Linked DNA regions of Anas platyrhynchos: region 1 is linked to region 2. A link is a contact called in public Hi-C data. All regions are on one chromosome and are shown on one strand. The core of a region is the stretch at or near the end of the contact, and the rest is flanking DNA. Distances in the headings are between cores, read along the strand shown. Region 1 holds the start of COG2 (component of oligomeric golgi complex 2). Region 2 overlaps GALNT2 (polypeptide N-acetylgalactosaminyltransferase 2).

Region 1 (2,700 bases), core at 121-2,620, 140 kb before region 2:
AATGACTGTTTTGAGCATACCATAACTTCTTCCCTTAACTGTCCCAAAGGTACAGAAAGCTGGTTAAGGGCCTTGTCCATGCCAACCTAGAGAAATTACAACAAAAAAGATTGTAACTCTTTTGGTAAATTCATATGTAAATTACTGACAAAGTCTATCATTTTAAAGATACTTAAAGAGAACCGCGATGAGACATCTCCTGTTATGGCCTCCAATTTTAAGTGCAATGCATAAATATGTTACTTCCAACTTGGGCGTAAAGGTATCAGACCGTTTTTGGCATATAAAGCCAACAATGAAAGAAAACCTTAATTTATGTTTTTTTTTTTCCCCTTTCTAGAGAAGATAAACTTTGAGCCTGTATAATGTTATAAATTGGAATAAAAGAGCAGGAGACACAGTGGACAACAAATTTTTTATATGAAAGCGATTAAAATTCTCAGCAAAGTGGGCTGGATTTTCTAAGAATACACAGCTATATAGTAAGTTTGAAGAGTCCTAAAGAATCTCTACAAATGGCTTTATTTGCATCTTTGCTATTAATATTTTAATAACTTATTCCCTTTAATTTTTACAAGTGTTAGCAGATAAAAACAAGAAGTGTCTGCCTTGAATCTATCTTCCTAATGAATTATTTTTAGGATTTTTAGATGTATTTAATACATCTAAAACATTTATTATGGGCCAACAGCAATTCTGTATTGCTGGTGAATTCTGCAGGAATGGTCTTTCAGTTTCTCTCAATGTAAGGGGTCAGAGTTTAAGCCTTCTTAAACCTAACAAAACCAAAAGAGAAGCCATGTACTTCTCATATGAAAAATAAAAATCACAGTAAGATGTATTAAGCCTGAGCCTGACAGTACCACTTTGTAACACTTACTAGATTTGTTGAGAGATTAACAAAATCTGCATAGTCCTTATTTATGAGCTCCACCATGGCCGTTTTCAGGAGTTTGTAATAGAGCTCCAGATCCTCTCTGAGCTCCTCCAGCTGCACACGTTTCCTGCACTCCGACACGAAGTGATCAACGTCAAAATCCGGCTGGAAAGCAAACAGGAAAGGGAGACGGATGTAAGCAAAAACTTTATGCACACACAGAGCGCTCCAAATTCAGCGTGCCATACAGAAGAGCTGACCCCACCGCACACCCCCCTCACCCCACGGGAGCCCCCTCGCTGCCCCCGGCCACCTTCATGAACTCATCCTTGTCGAAGCAGAGGTTGTCGGGGCCCCGCGGCAGGTTCATCTTCTTCGCCTCCATGACGGGCAGCGGCTCCCGGCTGCAGCCGGGCTGCCAGGCCCAGGAGCCGCCGCTGCCAGCGCGACACCTCCACCCCCCCGCGGCCCGGACGGGGCGGGCCGGGGCGTGCGCCATGAGCGGGCCGGGCCGGGCGCTGCAGCGCCCCCTGGAGCGCTCCGCGCCGCACTGCGGGCGGGGAGGCCCGCCGAGGACAAAATGGCGGCCGGGGGAGGCTTGCCGTATGGGGAGGGAGGTGTGGAAGGATTCTGCCCCACAGTAGTTGCCTAGTACACACAAGGGACTCATGCACCTAAAGCCGTGCACAAAGCGTGGAAACACAGGTGGAAAATAGCTCCTGGGGGCGTTTTGAGCCAGGTCCCTGCCTTCTGCAGGGTTATCCAGAGGCAGCTGTCCTGTGCTATGTCTCTTTGGGGTTTTAAGTATCTCCAGGGATAACGACCCAGCTCCTCTCTGGGCAATTTGTGCCATTGCCTGACTGCTCTAACAGCATAAACAGCTTTTCCATATGTGTCAGTGTGTTTCACTTTGTGCCCATGTACTGCGGAGTATCAGGAATCAGAGCATAATTCACATCCTGCTCACCAGCAAACCCTCTGTTAACATCCGTCCTTCAAAATCTTTGATTTGAGGTTTCTTGCACATTAGTAAAAGCAACTTTGGCTCTAAAAAGGCACCCTGCTGTCATTTGTGCTTCCGTATGCCACCTCAGTATGGAAGACAAAAATGACCTCCTTCCTCACCCATGTGCTTTATGGGTTTAACCTTGCCTTAGTGAGCTCAGTTCAAAGCTGTATTGAGCAATTTTAGCAGTGTACCTGCTATAGTGCTCCCTGCACCTGCACAGGTAGGTGGAAGCAACTCTCCTGATGCTACAGGCATAGATTTTGGTAGGGTGGGCTGAAGCCCTGTAGACCTGCTGCACTTCATAGGTTTTAGCAGGTCAAAACCATACACCAGAGTCTAATTTGTTGAGTGATTTGCTCCCGTGAGCTGGTGTGTGAGTTAGGATTTCATAAGTTATCAGAAGGATGAAGACCTGAGCAGTCCAGTAATGACTGGTCGTGTACACCCTCTGGCTGGCTCATTGCATGCTGACTGTCCTTGCCTGTGAGACAGGCTCTCCATCTCCAGTGAAATGGTCACTCTCATCCTGTCTCTTTGAAAAGTTCTTTGAGCCTGTTATTTCACAGCCCAGCCCTCTTGGAGATCTCAGACGTTGGCAGACATGGCTTCTAGCTCAAATGTGTTGTAAGCTGAAAAGCATGAAAGATATACCCACCACATAAATCCACACTCCCCCCCAACCCCCCCCCCCCCCCCCGCTTTTTTTTCCTCCCAGTAGTTATGACTATATCTGATCAAAAAGTTGTTTCTTATGTTGTGATATTAAAATGTCTTCATAGTGGTATAGTAATAAAACCATGTTAATGCTCTGCTA
Region 2 (2,700 bases), core at 115-2,614:
CAGTTTATTCTTGTTTTGATTTTAATCCTCCCTAGTGCTACATAGTCAGCTGCCTCAAGCCTGGCAGAAGATTTATTCCCTATTAAAGACCCACATAACAGAAAACCATTAGAAAGCCACACCAACTGAAACCTATGCATTTAGAACAAGACTTGTGCCTTTTCCACACTCTTCATATTTTCATCTGGAATTCAATACATGTCTTGAAGATTTTTCTGTAAGCTTTAGAGAATGTTTGTTTTTGTTTGTTTTAATAAGAATAACTTGACAGAAACCAAATTCCATGAGTGTTTACCTGAATAAGCAAGCTAATTAGAAACAGAAAATCTCAACAATTGGCAGTATTCAATAACGTGTTTTACCTTGCTGAAAACAGATATGCTAACTTTGGCAACATATTCAGCCTGCATCTCACTATTACCAGTATAGCACTCAACATTCCAAGACGACATAAGCTGTTGTGACATTTAAGGCTATGAACCAAGCAAGTCTGCTGCAGCTGAAGTAACAGAGGAGAGACAGCAATTAGAAAATACTTCTAATACTTTAGAAGTCAAAGTAATTATTACTGTAAGTGCAGGGGAAAAAAAATAACCAAGATTCTTTACTTCTAATGAAACATCTAAGATTTGTGTCTTTATGTAACTGGTGTCTTTAAATCTCCTTTTGGACAGCAAGATGGTAAGGCTTTTTTCTACCCCCTGGCTTCTATGTCTATGTAAAACTCATTTACTTATTTTGTTCATAATTTTATGCTTAGAAAAAGTCTTGCTTGCAACACTGAAGCTTATTTTACATTTGGCAAGTTCATCTTGAGCAACCAAAGTAAACGCTGTCAGCCAACAACTTCAATAGTACTCTTTCCAATTCAGAAGGCAGAAATAGCCAGGAGAAAGTCAGTAAAATTAGTAAGACCCCAAAGAAGCCAAGGTATGGAAAAACAGAGCGTAGGGTGCACTCAGCACTTACATTAGACCACAGATAATGAAACTTAGCATCATGCCATTAGAGACAGTTCTGCACAGACCAGACTGGGCTCTGCAAAGTTTATTAGCTCAGATGAAGTTGCATATTAAAGCAGCTGGCCCTACAGAGCAAAGCATATATGTGCAAAGCTAAACTGATCTAGTAAATCCTGCCAGATGCAAGCTGTGTCTGCCCACACCACACAGCCAGGAAGTCATCTCCTCTCTCCTCTCGTAATACAGGACTCCCGGTCTCTCATCCAGAATCATCAATTTGTTTTGGCTGCCCAAAGGCAATGCACACTGACTAGTCAGCTAAAAATAGGAAGCTTATCCAGTGCACTCCAGAACAAGTTACACGCAGTCAAGGGACAGATGATTGTATAAGCTAACAAGTCCCCAGTTGCACAACCAGCACGGATTCTGTGCACCAAGTTTCTTGGCACCAAGGTCCCACACATATCTGATAATATCTGCACCATGAGGGTATCATATTACCCTAGGTTTCTCATTCTATCACTGCTTTGTCTGTTTAAAGGAGCTTTGTTATATTAGTTTGACATATGAGACAGCTGACTGAGGAGGAAACATGACCTTTAACTATACAGCAAGTTGTCAACCCTGCTTTTAAGTGATATTCAAGTTTTCTAGGTCAATTCAAAAATAACTCCAGTGAAATAGAGAACTTTAATGGCATTGCAGCATTTCAGACATCTCAGCAGACAAAGGCAATAAGCAGCCCACAGAGAAAGATAGATCTGGAAAGGGATGCAAGTTCCCAGGATGCTAGTTCATAGGCTTTAGTTGTCCTCATCACTCGCATCCAGGTGGGACCTCTTTTTCAAGTAATTTTGAACACAAGTGACCAGAAAGCAAAATACTACTAAAAAACACTGTCATAGCAGCTGTCAGGACATTTGAATGATCAAATTACAATGATTATTTGACTTCACAGCAACAAAATTTAAAAGTTTTAACCACAGTATAAATGCAGAATCTTCAGCCACTGCTAATGTGATATATTTCTGATGCATCCTCTATCCTTGCACACATACAGCCAGACCCTTTTCTTGCTTTTCAGATGAGTTATGTTTAAGTACCTATTTAATATCACAAGAAAAGCAGCATCTCGGCAACAGACCAAAGACAGAAAAAGCTGCAGAGAAGGAAAACTGCATAACTTTATTAACCATATTATTTATTAACCTTGATCCTTGTTATGACATCAGCATTTTAAAACCTACTGTAAAACTAAAACAGTTGCTTCCTAATCCTACATAATATGGTTTAATAGGTAGATCCTTCTATCCTCCTGGCACACACTATATATAGGGGAAGTTCAGATTGGACGTTAGGGAAAGGTTCTTCACCAAGAGGGTGGTTGGGCACTAGGACAGGCTCCCCAGGGCAGTGGTCATAGCACCAAGCCTGACAAGAGTTCAAGAATCATTTGGACAATGCTCTCAGACATATGGTCTGATTTTTTTTGGCACTTTTTTGTGGAGCCAGGAGTTGGACTCCATGAACCTTGTGGGTCCCTTCCTGCTCAGGATATTCTAGGATTCTGTACTGGCAAAGATGTAACATATTAAGAGAGGATACTTCATCACTAGCTTTTGCTTTCCCACAAGTACTGTTATTCATTTTCACTGTAGTATGAAATAAAGAACTCAAAGAAGAGGGGAGCAGAAAAATCCCTACTATGACTACTGGAAGAAATGAAGACTGTGACTTT

What was found. Hi-C and Micro-C count contacts between places; a contact is called where the count stands out from the background.
Region 1: a Hi-C map of subcutaneous adipose tissue shows a contact between it and region 2, with 2.5 times the contacts expected there. The contact joins the promoter of COG2 here to the enhancer-like site in region 2. A contact is called at or near these places in 5 of 8 Hi-C or Micro-C datasets (F1 follicle, liver, skeletal muscle and 1 more).

What each region holds. Positions count from the first base shown.
Region 1 is chr3:45,015,532-45,018,231 of IASCAAS_PekinDuck_T2T, reverse strand. It overlaps COG2 (component of oligomeric golgi complex 2), which reads right to left and starts at 1,370. Exons shown (of 18, transcript XM_027454182.3): 1 at 1,191-1,370; 2 at 881-1,042; 3 at 21-86. The coding sequence starts at 1,262.
Region 2 is chr3:44,873,950-44,876,649 of IASCAAS_PekinDuck_T2T, reverse strand. All of the region lies in intron 11 of GALNT2 (polypeptide N-acetylgalactosaminyltransferase 2), which reads right to left. Among named protein-coding and RNA genes, the nearest start is that of GALNT2, 82 kb to the right of the region's middle. Within about 2 kb of position 1,364, at least 3 of the 8 cell types and tissues checked have an H3K27ac peak or open chromatin away from gene starts, as enhancers often do. A contact at or near this core is called in F1 follicle and subcutaneous adipose tissue, where this site is marked.